Linked DNA regions of Mus musculus: regions 1, 2, 3 and 5 are each linked to region 4. Evidence: chromatin contacts called from public Hi-C and promoter capture Hi-C data. All regions are on one chromosome and are shown on one strand. The core of a region is the stretch at or near the end of the contact, and the rest is flanking DNA. Distances in the headings are between cores, read along the strand shown. Region 1 holds the start of Nup93 (nucleoporin 93). Region 2 holds the start of Bbs2 (Bardet-Biedl syndrome 2 (human)). Region 3 holds the start of Mt1 (metallothionein 1). Region 4 holds the start of Cfap20 (cilia and flagella associated protein 20). Region 5 holds the start of Ogfod1 (2-oxoglutarate and iron-dependent oxygenase domain containing 1).

What was found. Promoter capture Hi-C pulls out the DNA fragments that hold promoters and counts their contacts. A called contact is a pair of places that touch in the nucleus more often than the background predicts. Capture Hi-C pulls out chosen DNA fragments and counts their contacts.
Region 1: a promoter capture Hi-C map of pre-B cells shows a contact between it and region 4, with 2.7 times the contacts expected there. The contact joins the promoter of Nup93 here to the promoter of Cfap20 in region 4. A contact is called at or near these places in 2 of 39 promoter capture datasets (erythroid cells and pre-B cells) and 1 of 115 datasets of contacts at active chromatin or transcription factors (large pre-B cells).
Region 2: a promoter capture Hi-C map of pre-B cells shows a contact between it and region 4, with 5 times the contacts expected there. The contact joins the promoter of Bbs2 here to the promoter of Cfap20 in region 4. A contact is called at or near these places in 2 of 39 promoter capture datasets (liver and pre-B cells), 6 of 484 Hi-C or Micro-C datasets (CD4 T cells, CD8 T cells, natural killer cells and 2 more), 2 of 115 datasets of contacts at active chromatin or transcription factors (bone marrow-derived macrophages and large pre-B cells) and 1 of 9 other capture datasets (liver).
Region 3: a contact with region 4 is called in a promoter capture Hi-C map of adipose tissue, with 2.3 times the contacts expected there. The contact joins the promoter of Mt1 here to the promoter of Cfap20 in region 4. A contact is called at or near these places in 1 of 39 promoter capture datasets (liver), 2 of 115 datasets of contacts at active chromatin or transcription factors (embryonic stem cells and pancreatic cancer cells) and 2 of 9 other capture datasets (adipose tissue and liver).
Region 5: a Hi-C map of CD8 T cells shows a contact between it and region 4, with 6 times the contacts expected there. The contact joins the promoter of Ogfod1 here to the promoter of Cfap20 in region 4. A contact is called at or near these places in 1 of 39 promoter capture datasets (pre-B cells), 5 of 484 Hi-C or Micro-C datasets (B cells, CD4 T cells, CD8 T cells and 2 more), 1 of 115 datasets of contacts at active chromatin or transcription factors (pancreatic cancer cells) and 2 of 9 other capture datasets (adipose tissue and liver).

What each region holds. Positions count from the first base shown.
Region 1 is chr8:94,213,280-94,215,979 of GRCm38.p6, forward strand. Nup93 (nucleoporin 93) reads left to right here and starts at 1,285. Exons shown (of 22, transcript NM_001357266.1): 1 at 1,285-1,352.
Region 2 is chr8:94,097,152-94,099,851 of GRCm38.p6, forward strand. It overlaps Bbs2 (Bardet-Biedl syndrome 2 (human)), which reads right to left and starts at 1,358. Exons shown (of 17, transcript NM_026116.3): 1 at 1,085-1,358. The coding sequence starts at 1,201. Gm39226 (a long non-coding RNA gene) reads left to right here and starts at 2,391. Exons shown (of 2, transcript XR_879106.1): 1 at 2,391-2,700.
Region 3 is chr8:94,177,737-94,180,436 of GRCm38.p6, forward strand. It overlaps Mt1 (metallothionein 1), which reads left to right and starts at 1,353. Exons shown (of 3, transcript NM_013602.3): 1 at 1,353-1,602; 2 at 2,087-2,152; 3 at 2,366-2,591. The coding sequence starts at 1,575. The coding sequence ends at 2,457.
Region 4 is chr8:95,433,411-95,436,129 of GRCm38.p6, forward strand. Cfap20 (cilia and flagella associated protein 20) reads right to left here and starts at 1,459. Exons shown (of 6, transcript NM_008187.2): 1 at 1,078-1,459. The coding sequence starts at 1,161.
Region 5 is chr8:94,035,910-94,038,702 of GRCm38.p6, forward strand. It overlaps Ogfod1 (2-oxoglutarate and iron-dependent oxygenase domain containing 1), which reads left to right and starts at 1,289. Exons shown (of 13, transcript NM_177767.4): 1 at 1,289-1,533. The coding sequence starts at 1,380. Nudt21 (nudix (nucleoside diphosphate linked moiety X)-type motif 21) reads right to left here and starts at 1,130. Exons shown (of 7, transcript NM_026623.3): 1 at 868-1,130. The coding sequence starts at 983.

The DNA of each region.
Region 1 (2,700 bases), core at 35-2,534, 1.2 Mb before region 4:
GTATGTTAATTGTATTTATGTTTTATAAGCATATAAGGCAAAGCTGACTAGAACACTTTATCAAACAGGCATCTACCAAACTAGAATTATTAATGGTGACAACCTTGCCTAGGCCTGTGTTCACATGGTCCTCATTAGGTCAGGACGGTGACCTTCATTGAAAGATTAGACATGTTCGAGACTGTGCAATCCAAAAAGTGCCTCTTTAACGATTACAGGCTATTACGGGAGCTAAAGCAATGGCTCAGCATACTGCTCTTGCAAAGGACTTTGGGTTTGGTTCCTAGTACCCATGCCGCCTCACAACCACCTGTAATCTTACTCCGGAGATCTGATGACCTCTTTTGGCCTCCTTGAGCACCAGGACACACACACACACACACACACACACACACACACACACACACACACACTCACACACGAGTGCTTACAGTTAGCCCCACACTCTTTTACATTTGTCAAAACCTCCTCCTATCCAGGTCTCTCCTCTCAGCAGCTGCTGAGACCTGCAGCTTGCCTGTCCTGTTATTTTTCTCTCAAACTCCCAACAAAATTGTTTTCATTCAGCGCCTGTTTTCAAATTTCTTTTACCCACTAGACTAAGAACCTCCTGAAGGGTTCTTGTATATCCCAGTGACACACTTTGTTCCCAACGCGGCCACACTGAAGTAATCTCTTTTCTTTGGGTATCACCACTGCTTTTTTCTGTAATTGGCCAACGGGGCAGGTGGCCAGCCTAGCTTGCTTGTTCAGGCTGCCAAAAGACAGCCTTTTCCCTTGAGAAACTCCAAAACATGTTTTTATCTTTCACCTTTCAGTTGGAATGACACCTTTCCTGGCCATCCGACCATTTTTCTTCAATTAGTTTGCTTTTCCGTTCTTAGCTCTCCTAATTACTGCTGCATTTATTCACTATATTTTGTTTCCCTGGCCAAGCTGAGAACTGCTTGAGGTCAGGGATCTTGTCTGCTGTGGAAGTCACCGTGTTCCCTGCACCTAGAACAGGCCCAGGCACTTGACTGAAGCTCTACACCGAGTGGCCGAGCTCTCTGGGTCTGCCCAGCATTGGGAACTGCGGAAATGCTTCCTCTAGGACTGTCAACTCCAACCACGTGGGCGGGAGCAGGGCGGAGCTCCTTGACTTACTTGTAGCGACAGCCCCGCCTCCGGCCCCGCCCCGCCCCCACGCCTGTGTCCTCTTGCGGGTCTCCATAAAGTTCATTTGGCGGCGCAACGCGCAGGGGCTTCTGGGAGCTTACTGCCTCAGCCAATCAGGAGGCGCGGGCGAGCGGCGCGAGAAGCGGCGGCGGCGGCGTAGTGAAGAAGCCGGCAGCGGGCGGCGACGGAGGCAGGTAAGGTGTGTGAGGTGTGGGCGCCCACGCGGCCCCGAGCCGACCCTGGGCCCGAGTTCGGGGCCTGGCCTTGAAGCAGAACACCGAGCCTAGTTCGAAGAGGCTCGTGCTTCCTCTCTTGCTGTAGCTGGGCATGCCGGCCGGCGACTGCTCGCCGAGTGCTGTGACTAGGCTCTTCCGAGCGTGGTCCTCCCCACTGGTGCTCTGTCGCCACGCCCACCCACGGCTGCCAGGCGTCACCCGGCCTGACTGCCCTCTTTGGGGCGTGGGGGCCGTTCTTCTAGAGAATGGCTCTTCCGGGTGAAGGGGCGGCCAGCGAACCCCTGTCAACTTTAATCTCCTTTTACGGAGAATCCGACAGGATGCTAATGATTGCCGCTTCGGTTGTCTCACCTGTTTCTGGGTACCCTGTATCCTGTCTTCTGTAAGGGATGCCCAAGTATATTGGGTCCCTTCTGAAAGAAAATCACAGCATGGGCGGCATGGTGTCGCTTTCAAAGCGAGTTGAAGCCAGCCTGATCTACATTAGACCCTGCCCCACCCCTACCCCCCTAGATGACTTTCAGTACAAGCAAAGGTCAGCGCTTTAGTAATAATAACAGTAATACTAATCATAGAAATAACAACAACAATAGTAATATAAGCTCCCTGTAGTGAGCTGTAAGGCTTTTAAATAACGTGACCCATACTTTCAATGTCTGTTACACCCCACATTCTCTCCCCACCCCCAACACCACCGCAGGACATGCTTTGACTTAAGGGCTTTGTTCTTGTGGTTGGATGTCTGTTTTGTCTGCTCTCTTTCTTGGAGTCTTCACTAGGGCCATTAGAATCTAAGCCTTTCCTCACTCTTCTTGTCTTCACTGCTTTTTTTTTTTCCCCTAAGCATTTAGGTTTTATTTGTCCTATGTATTGTTTGTCCTTCCCCGACCCCTGTAGAACATGAGTGCCTACCTAGTACTTAAGTTTGGTACACAATAAAGTAGGTGCTCAATAAATATCAAATAAATGAATGTTACTGATATTATAGGCTTGTGGTGAATGAGACAGGCTTCTTTCTTGGGAAGACATCACACACATAAGCAATAAACATAAATATTAAAACCATGAGACTTGAACTGTTGGAGCTGTGGTGAACTTGGGTTCTTCTCCCTCCCTCCCTCCCTCCCTCCCTCCCTCCCTCCTCTCTTCCTCTCATTTGTGTGTTCTTGTGTGTCTTTTATGTATGTGGATATTTCTGTGGAGGCCAGAAGAGAGTGTCTGATTCCTTGGAGCTAGAGTTACAGACAGCTGTAAATCACTGATGTGGGTGCTGGGACCTGGGCTGGCGTCCTCTACAGAGCTGTAG
Region 2 (2,700 bases), core at 108-2,607, 1.3 Mb before region 4:
TGTGTGTGTGTGGGTATGTGTGTGTGTCCAGGCTCTATAGCACATGTGAAGGTCAGATGACAACAACTTACAAGAGTCAGATCTCTCTCCATGTTGTGTGTCCCTAGGACAGAACTCAGGTCATCAAACTTAGCAGTGCATGCCTTTATCCAAGTGACAATTGGACAAAGAACTCCCTTCTTCTAAAATTTTAATTTTGAGACAGGGTCTTCCTATGTTGCCCAGGCTAGCTTTGAACTTATGATCCCAATCTCTTGAACAGATAAAATAACAAATGTGTAGCACTACCTCAGGACTGGTAGCGCCTCTTAACTAGTAGCATCACATACCAAGACGAATGTTCAGCATTTTACTTCACCATACCAGTTTATGAAATCATAACCCATTTAAACGAATCCTTATGTTCCTGCTACGGAACCCTAGAAGTAGCATATAAGGTAACATACAACACACATGGCAGTGTCTTGAAAACTCCTTACACAAATGCAATTGTGTACCTGGCATACCTGCTGAGTCTAACAACAAGAATTCAATCTCACTTTCACAATTTCTTTTGTTTGCAAACTGGGTCTAAATCTGAATTTTTTTTTTATCTGTGACCCTGACACCCCTTTCTCAGTATGTGGCTCATAATAACCATTTAATGAACACTTAGGTTATGGGGATAAGATCTGAATGTACGTGATCAAGGACCAAAACTACAATCTGAATTTAACATTGGGTTGTTGTCCCCACCCCACCCGCTTCCTCCACTGTAAAGAGGCAAATATGGAAGAGAATCCTGGAGGCAAGCAGAGGCCCTGGGCATGAATCTGGAGTCAGCAATCGCTGCTACTCCTGGACAAGCGCTCCTTTTTCTTGAGACTTCTTTTCCCTAGGTTCCTGATCTGTCCTCAATACTGTTCAACACTGAGAACCTGGTGATAAAAAACGTCACTGCTACAAAGCTGTTCTTTGAAATCCCACTTTGATGGGACTGGAGCCAAGGACAGCGGCGACCGGTTGCCAGGCAATGCGGGCAGGGGGCGGGGCAGCGTGAGGGGCGGGATCTGGAGGAGGCAGGAGTCCGGGTGGGAGCGGTTACCTTGCCCGCTTGGGTGGCGGCAGCCAAGCACGGGTGAGTCCCGTCGTAGCGCCCTATGGCCACCATGCGGGGGCTGATTTTGTGGCGCAGTTTCAGAGTGAACACAGGCAGCAGCATGATGGCGCCAGCTAGGGGCGGAAGACAGATGCCCGACGCAGGCGCAAGGCAAGCAGCTTGGCCGGCCGGTTGCCTAGCAGCGGATGAGGAGTAGGAGGTAAATACACGCAGGACTGCGGAACGCCACAGGCCCGGCGCCGGAAGCGCAGACTAGAGCGCGATCGGTGTCGCCAACTCTCTCTACGCCTGCGCGGACCCTCCCAGCGGCAGAGCTACGCAAGTCCCAACTAGCTCCTGCGACTGCGCAGTGGCGTCGTGCCTGGTTGGCCTGCGTTCTTTGTCTGTCCTCGGACTGCGGCTGTAAATTAGTGTTAGATGAAGCCTTACCTTGGCGTCTGGGATGGCGGTGTCTAAGCCAGTACCTCCCCAGGATTCTCTGTAGCGTGTCAGCCAAGCTGCACCCCGTACACGCCACACACTATGTCACCCTTTCATTCGTTCAAGAACTAAGGCTTTACGGGGCGGATAGTTAAGTGGGTGAAGACACTTGATACCAACCCTGATGACCCGAGTTGGAAGCAGAAAACCAGCTCCAAGGACATGCACACGCACGATTAAAAAAACAAAACAAAACTAACGTTAAAGTGCTTAGTGTATCCCTTGCTTTAGCTGTTATGCCCAGGCAAACGTCAATAGTAACCCGAAAATAATAATCCCCTCAAGATAAAAGTAAAGAGTATAGTTTATTTAAATAGTTTAGGTGGTAAATATAAAGCAGTAGAGAACGATGCAAAGTTGAGGGACATGGGAAGGGAAAGAGTACTTCTCTCCCAAGTCCAGTTAAGGCGCTCCACCAGCTGAGTCAAGATTTTCAGGACAATTAGCATTTGTACAAAGTTGCTCAGCTAGAGACAACATGCCCTTTATATGAAAAGACTTTCAACTAAGAATGTTGAAAAAGCACTGAATCCTGCTTAAGTACTAAACGGACATGGCCTTTCTCCTTTGCCAGCTGTAAATCTGTAATTTGCTAGGGACCTCACAAGAAACCCTACTTAAATAAATGATGTGACTTAACTCTTTACATCCTTGTGACAAGTCGGTTCATCTTAGCAAATTGCAAACTCTACTCAAAGCACCGGTGAAGTCACCTTATAAACGTATTCATCAAAAAGAAGGGAAAGAAAGAAGAGTAAATGTGCGGGGGGGGGGGGGGGGGGGGGGGGGGGGGGGGGAGTAGAAGAAAGGAACTAGCAGGTGAGAAGGATCAGCCAGCCATAGTATGCATGAAAATGTCATAAAAGACCTGCTACTTTGTAAGCTAATTTTCAAAGTAAAACAAAAGAGAGAAAGAAGATGGGAGTGGGGTGGAATTCCTAACAGCCCATTGAGATATAACTAGAGCTACTAAGCAGTCTATGTAGCTGATAAGATACTAAGTGAGTCGTTCCCTCTTGAAACCCACATCCAAGCTTTTGGCTATGTATTATTCTATCCCTTAGCACCTATCCTCTCTTTTAAACTCCTTCCCAGCCCCTCCCCGTTATGCTTATATTATA
Region 3 (2,700 bases), core at 103-2,602, 1.3 Mb before region 4:
TTGCAGAGATCATCTGCCTCTGACTTCTAAGAGCTGAGATTAAAGAGCTACCCTAAGGCAAGAATTTAACTGTATAGATAAAGACTCAGTTCCAAATGAAGGTTTTTTTTTGGATCTTCCCACGCAGAGGGTATTGCTGTGTTGTCTCCTCCAAGAGGAAATATCCGGAGGAAGGAGAAACGCCCTGGGTAATATTATACTACCAAACCAGTGGGTTGATAATAGAAAGACACTTGTATCTAAACCACCATGAAGGAGGAGGAAGAGGAGGAGGGGGGAGGAGGAGAAAAAGGAAGAAGAGAGGAGAAAGAAGGGGAGAAGAACGGAGAAGAGGAGGAAGAAGAGGAGGAAGAGGGAGAGGGGGAAGAGGAGGGGGAAGTGTGTGTGTGGGGGGGGGGAGTGTCATAGCCCAGCACCTGGTGCCTTCTCTGCCTACAGATGAACTTTGTACAGAATCACAGCAAGAGAACGTGGGACAAATACAGGAGCGTTAGTGCCAGGCAGTGCTGGTTCACAGCCGTTGTACTACTGACTGGATATATGGCCTGGGCAAGTCACTGAACCTCTGAATCCTCTGTCCTTGTGTGTAAATAGAATTTGCATCTCTCTATAGGTATTAAATGAGAAATTGGTTTAACTCCTGGTTCTGGCATAATAGACATATTGCTGGTGGTGGTTCTACCACAGTTAAGCAAAAACCTGCCCAAAGTCGTATAGCTCAGAAGTGATGGTATGCATGAGCCAACAGTGTAGCTGTTCTCTTGCCCAGGACACAAGGCCTGCCTGACAGCAGACTCTAATGTTACTCAAAATCAGAAGCATTAAAAAAAAAAGAAAGAAAGAAATAGCTGACTTTATTTTTTTTATCTAATGCAGTCCCCACCTAAAATGATCTCTCTGGAGGGAGGGTACCTTGGTTTTTAAAACCAGCCTGGAGTAGAGCAGATGGGTTAAGGTGAGTGACCCCTCAGCCCTGGACATTCTTAGATGAGCCCCCTCAGGAGTAGAGAATAATGTTGAGATGAGTTCTGTTGGCTAAAATAATCAAGGCTAGTCTTTATAAAACTGTCTCCTCTTCTCCTAGCTTCGATCCAGAGAGAGACCTGGGCGGAGCTGGTCGCTGCTCAGGAACTCCAGGAAAGGAGAAGCTGAGGTTACCACGCTGCGAATGGGTTTACGGAGATAGCTGGCTTTCCGGGGTGAGTTCTCGTAAACTCCAGAGCAGCGATAGGCCGTAATATCGGGGAAAGCACTATAGGGACATGATGTTCCACACGTCACATGGGTCGTCCTATCCGAGCCAGTCGTGCCAAAGGGGCGGTCCCGCTGTGCACACTGGCGCTCCAGGGAGCTCTGCACTCCGCCCGAAAAGTGCGCTCGGCTCTGCCAAGGACGCGGGGCGCGTGACTATGCGTGGGCTGGAGCAACCGCCTGCTGGGTGCAAACCCTTTGCGCCCGGACTCGTCCAACGACTATAAAGAGGGCAGGCTGTCCTCTAAGCGTCACCACGACTTCAACGTCCTGAGTACCTTCTCCTCACTTACTCCGTAGCTCCAGCTTCACCAGATCTCGGAATGGACCCCAACTGCTCCTGCTCCACCGGTAAGACTCCCGATCCTTGGTCTTTAGAATACCAAGTTGGGACCGCAGAGCGGAATCCCCGAGTTGTAGAGGCTTGGCGGGAATAGGCACCTTTAGTTGGCGATTCATTCCGGTTCTTTCTAGAATCCGCTCTTGCAAAAGCCTTCATTAGTTACGAGTATTGTCGAACGGGTCCTTTGGCGGGGTTGGGGCTAGGATTTAGACGCGCAAATGTCCGGTTCCTGATCACCCAGTTAGTGGGGACATCTGGGTTGAGTCCCAGGCATTACTAAACTTACTGTGAATTGCTTGAATTAAGAAAGAGGTGAAGGACCTTTATGTCTTGGGACTCAAAGACATAATCCCTGACTTAACCTGTGAGGAGAAAAGTGGGGCTAGGCTCCCTGCAGCTCCGAGGAGGACTTAGTGAACTGAGCCGGGACTCGTGGTGTTGGCCACTGCTGTAATGCTGCCTCCCTCATGCTGTCTTCTTTCTCCTCCCCAGGCGGCTCCTGCACTTGCACCAGCTCCTGCGCCTGCAAGAACTGCAAGTGCACCTCCTGCAAGAAGAGTGAGTTGGGACACCTTGGGTGGCGGCTAAGGCTAGGGGCGGGGAACTCCTACAAAACTGGCTCTGAGAAATGTCCTTTGCTTCCCGGAGGCCATTGTATTGTCTCGGGGACAGAACTATACAGAGAACTATTTAAAAAAACCGAGGTCTTCTCTGTTGGGGACAGGAAGCAGAGGTCTTCAGCCAGGCTGACCTCTTCCTCCTCCTTTCTAGGCTGCTGCTCCTGCTGTCCCGTGGGCTGCTCCAAATGTGCCCAGGGCTGTGTCTGCAAAGGCGCCGCGGACAAGTGCACGTGCTGTGCCTGATGTGACGAACAGCGCTGCCACCACGTGTAAATAGTATCGGACCAACCCAGCGTCTTCCTATACAGTTCCACCCTGTTTACTAAACCCCCGTTTTCTACCGAGTACGTGAATAATAAAAGCCTGTTTGAGTCTAACTCTGGTTTTCTTGGTGTGGTTTGGCAATAAGAAACTGGGGTGACTTGATAGTCTGGGGATCTGGTTTTGGACCCCCTCGTGCCTTTACCTCCCGCCTCTGGCCCTCAC
Region 4 (2,719 bases), core at 209-2,708:
CCTGCTGCTTCATTTCAAAGTGAACGAACACTCAGGAGATTGTGGGATGGGGGGAGCTAAGGGTCCGCTTCCTATGGGATACTCTTGACATAACTCTAGCTATGGATCTGAAAGAGTTGGTCAGACTGCTTACATACCAAAGGCCAGATCTTGAGGAACTCTCAACTGTCTTAGCCAAATGACAAGACACTCCCAACAGGTTTCTCTCAAAGCTGTCCTCAGAACACACGACTGCCTAGCAGTGACAAACAGAAGGCAATGCAGGTACTCTGTCAACCACTGTGTGTCTCAAAGCCCTTCTCTGTGAATTAGGAAAGACATTGTTCTAGTCCTACTACGAATAATCTTGACTTACTCCACCCATTCTATATACATCTCTATGAACACCACACTAGGCATATCACCTCTCTCCATCTTCCCCAGCCGAGGGCAGAACTAAAGATATTCCCTAAATCACCTGGCTTCCACATTAGAGTGACCACTTTATATTCAAAAACAAAACAAAACAAAAAAACGGTCCAGCTCACTGCCCCAGGAATCTTCATGAGAAAAGAAACGGCAAGGCATTTCATCTAGATCTTAATATCTCCAAAAGTGAACAGGGAAGGCCACCATCTCATGTGGCAAGCAAAAACACCATCCATTCTAGAGGACGGCTGGATAAAAATACAGAGGCTTGATACTGGCTCTCGAGAAGCCCCTAACAATCACCTTTTTGCAGGTTTCCCAATGGAGAAGGCCAGTACAGGAAGAATAGTACGGACTCTAAGTTACAGAGGGCTCGCAGCAAGTTCCAAAGGTTTGGCTGTCGACGGATGGAGCTAATGAATGGGATCAGAACAAGTCTGGCTTGGCCGGTGCTCAGGATGTCCGGGGAAAAGGCCCTCCGTATGGAGTGCAGCAACAGTGCTTGGCACCAGCGAACACATGCATGTCTTTCTTCAAAGTGCTATGCGTTTCAAGCTAGGCTGTGGGCACTCTGCCCCCATTCTACTGACCGGGACGTCAAGGCTCGGTAGCCACTCCATCACGTGGGCGGCTAGTCGGCCCCACCCCCGTCCCGCCCCCACCGCTCACCTTTTTGTCCCAGATCTGCAGGGGCTTGCTGCCGATGCTGTAGAGGATGGAAAGGAAGCCACTCTGGAACGTGTTCTTGAACATCTCGCCAGCCGCGGCCCCGCAGCCGCCGCCCTAGGCCCGGGATTGGAGATCGGCACCGAGCGGCGAAAGAGAGCGGGTGCCGCCGGTCCGAAGGTAGGACGCTGAGAGCTGCAGCCACTGACGGCGGGAAGCGGCGGCGTGACGCAGATCCGTAAGCCTCGGTGAGCACCGAGCCACCTCAGCACCGAAACCACAGCAACTGCCGCCCGCGCCGCCGAGCCTGCCGGAGAGGAGGCGGAGCGCCGCCTCGGCCCGCCACGGATCCCTCCGCACGCTTGGGCCCGCCCCTCGGAGGCGCATTGCCCAGTCCTGCCGCAGAAAGAACGGTTTCCGGTTCCTTCCGCCCTTAGGCCCGCCCCTTCCTGCCCCCTCGGGCGCGGAACTTGGTTGCCAAGGGACTATTCCCCGCCCCTCCCCGCCGGGGCCCAGACTTGGTTTAGAACAGCGGAAGGAGACTTTAAGTTTACCTCACGTGTTTACAGTGCCTGCGTGGTGTCATGGGAACCGGGAGGCGCGTGGAGGGGTGGAGTCATGCCAGACCCCTCCCCCGAAGGGCGGGAAGAGTGAGGAAGGTGGCTTTGTGCCAACGACAGATAAATATTATCCCTGGGTGTGTTGACTCCAGATTTTAATCCTAGTACCGGATTAAATCCCAGCAGAGGTAGAAAGATCTCTGAATTTGAGGTCTACATATCGAGCTCCAGGACAGCCAGGACTCAGAGACACCCTGTCGCAAAAAACAAATATTGGTTGGCCCAGGAGAACGTGTGAGCTAATGAACCAGTATTGATTGCCCAATTTACATCATCACCTTTAATTATCAAGTTACAGTGAATGAGCTGCTGTAAAAGCAATACTCTGGGGGAAAGCGTATCTCTTTAAATGCATTGATTCGAAAAGAAGAAAGCCGGAATATTAAGATATAAACAAAAATTAATAAAATCTTAAAAGTGGAATAGTTGAGTTGAACCGACAGCTGATTTTTTTAAAAAAAGTGTGTCAATTTCTGGAATATTGTAGGAAAGACATACGCTGTGTATTTCAAGTAGAAGGAAATCTCAAGTGTGGAAGACTTCCACCAGTCGCTGAGCGTCTTCCTAAATGGTGTTCCACCCAGGCCTGTGTTCTGGCGCACAGAAAAGAGTTTGAAGCACAGACGATCACTTTAGCAATTTTAACGATCATAGTTGCAAAGTTTACACATTTACTATGTGACGGGTATATGTGATGCCTTACCCTGTATTAACTCACTCTACCCTCACACCAAAGCTTTGAGTACTCCAGCCAGAATTTCTAGATATCGTGAAAACTATGTGAATCTATTACTATATAAAAATGAAACTTGTTATATGGAATTAATTTTTGCATGATATCTGGGAATTCTTTATGTACTCTAAGCCAAGTGAATAATTTATAGCTTGATTGTTTTTAAGTTGTTCAAAATATCCTCGGGGCTGGAGAGATGGCTCCGCTGTTAAGAGCACTGGTTGCTCATCCAAAGATCCTGAGTTCAATTCCCAGCAACCCCATGGTGGCTCACAACCATCTGTAATGGGAA
Region 5 (2,793 bases), core at 39-2,538, 1.4 Mb before region 4:
AATATGAGAGATTTGTTTATTTATTTGAATATGAAAGGTGAGTCACTAAAATGACTTACACAAACCCCACTCTCAGCAATGTCTTGCACATTTTAAACAAATAACCAGTCTAAACTGGACACTTTTTTCCCATTAGAATCAGCTCCACACTAGGGAATGAGGTACCAAACATTATAAGCTATATCCCAATCTCAATTTCTTGCCACAACAAAATTTTGTTTGAGTGATCCCGAAATGCAATCATCTGCTTAAGACAAAGGTTTGTTGAAAACAAAACAGCCTGCAAACAGGCTGTCGGGACAACATGTAAGGTACCTCCGACCTCTGAAAGTACAACCAGACAACAGAGTGTGTCCTCGCAATTTTAGGTCTACTGGGAGTCTGCAATGATACTGTATGTTGGCACTTTGGTAGACAAGACATACAAATGCAAAAAGGTAGACCAAACAGCGCGAAAATTAATAAAATGTGGCCACTGGATGGAACACTACCCAACATTTAAAGGGGGAAAAAAAAAAACTAGGATGTCAGAGGTTAATCTGGAAAAGTTACTGTAAAAGAAATGTACACCCTACAAAACTGAGAATTGTTCAAATAAACACAAATACATGTGCGATGAAACAACCAGCAACGGATTGAAAGGATACACACATTATGAATTCAAAGCAAACGCAGGTTCTAACCATGGCTGAATGAAGGGAAAGGGGGAAACGAACCTCGCTTTTAAAATAGGAAAACTGCCAAGTCGGGGTCGAGAAACAGGTCTAGGAAAGAAAGCGCGCATCCCGGAAGGGACAACCCGCATCCGGCGTGAGGGAGGAGCGCGCACTGGGAGAGCATCAACGGCCGAGGCCGCGCCGCACTTACAGATTAATGGTGCGCTCCAGGGTGAGGGGCTTGGTCTGCTGGATGTACTTGTTGCCGAACTGGTTGACCCCCCGGGGCCAGCCCGTCTGCGAGCGATTGGGCGGCACCACAGACATGCTGAACAGCTCCGACGCCGGGGACGTGCAGAAAGCGGGGGCCCGGGGAGACGTCCGCGGGGCGGGCAGCGGTTATCTGCGTCCCGCTCAGCAGCCACCACCCGCCATTAACAGTCGAGAGCAAGAGGCGCGGAACACACGCCGGAAGTGAATACGCTCCGGAGGCAGGAAGTTGGGAGGCAGGCCACTGCGACCATTTGACCAATTGCTGGCGGCGTGACGCAATATGTTGATCTCCCATTGGTTATTTTTGTGGAGATCCCGCCTCCCTGTGCTTTACTGCCTTTCCATTGGGTAATGCTGGTGAAATAAGGAAAGAGGGTTTTCGGGAACTGTAGTTTCTGGAGGGAAGTAGCGTCCTGACTTCCTTGGCGTGGGTCTGTGCACCGTGAGAAGATGAACGGGAAGCGGCCGGCGGATCCTGGCCCAGCGCGGCCAATGAAGAAGGGAAAGAAGCAGGTATCGGCAGAGTTTTCGGACGCTGTCACTGAAGAAATCCTGAGGAAGCAGGTGGCTGAGGCCTGGAGCTGCCGGACACCGTTCAGCCATGGTAATGGGGTGCTGTAGGGAGGCGCGGCAGCAAGAGGTGTGGGGAGGATCGCAGCCACCTCCGACCCGGGCGCTGACTGCTGCTCGGTTCATTCCATATTCTGCTTGATTTGGCAAGCCTGGGGAGGAAAATAAATATAAGCTCCGGACACTATGGGGAAGTGGGAGACATGTAGCCTGGGGGTTGAATTCTAGAATCAGAGGTCACTCAGAATCCCTCTGCTGATTGTACGTCATTGGGCAATGCATATAACTTTGCTTAAGGGCCAGTTTCTTCGTTTATAAAACGGAATCGTTAATAGTATTCCCCCTCCGAAAGATGGGATTGACAAACTAATGTTTGTAGACATTCATAAACGTTTCCTTGAGAACCGGTAAATAGCTAGCAAGCGAGGGTCACTCTCCGCTGTTACGTGGACTGTCTAACCCACGCTGGTGTTGAAAGCTGCCAGAGAAGCAAGCACCTGGATTTACCAGTTTTCACGTACCTTGTCGTTGGCCTAAGTGACGCACAAAACCAACATAATCTTGAAAGGAACGATCATTCCAGACATAGCTACAAGTTATTACCTTATACAATGTGACTCTGGCTGGGTGCGTCTTGAATTTTCTCAGACTTGCCGATTGTCTGTTTCATTTGAGTGTTTAAACAGGGGAACCCCTGGGCGCTCAGGACGCAGGCAGAAGATGATTACATAAAATGCAGGCTCCGGCTGCCCAGAGACTTCTCAGTTTCTTTGTCTGTTGCAAAGGCGTAGTGACTATATCATCGATTCCTCAGTTGTAGAGAATATAAATGAAATAATGCTTATAAGGCACCACTGGGTCAAGATTGGTTGTTATTCATAATCTAGTGGAAGTGAAATCAGTTAGAGGTTAAAAACCACCTGTTTTTTTTTTTTTTGTTTTGTTTTGTTTTGTTTTGTTTTTAAACCCAGAAATTTAGGGAAAGAAAGGGTGGTATTAAAGAGAAATAGCCAGCCAGTTTTGCTACTCTTATTATTTGTTTTACTTCGCTCTGGAGAGAATGAGTTAAGAATCTAAAATGTGGGGCTGGAGAGATGGTTCAGTGTTTAAGAGCACTGACTGTTCTTACAGAGGTCCTGAGTTCAATTCCCAGTAACCTCATGGCTCACAACATCTGTAATGGGATCCGATGCCCTCTTCTGGTCTGTCTGTAGAGAGTGACGGTACACTCATGTACATAAAGCAAATAAATGAATAAGTCTTAAAAGAAAAAGAATCTAGAATGCATTTGATG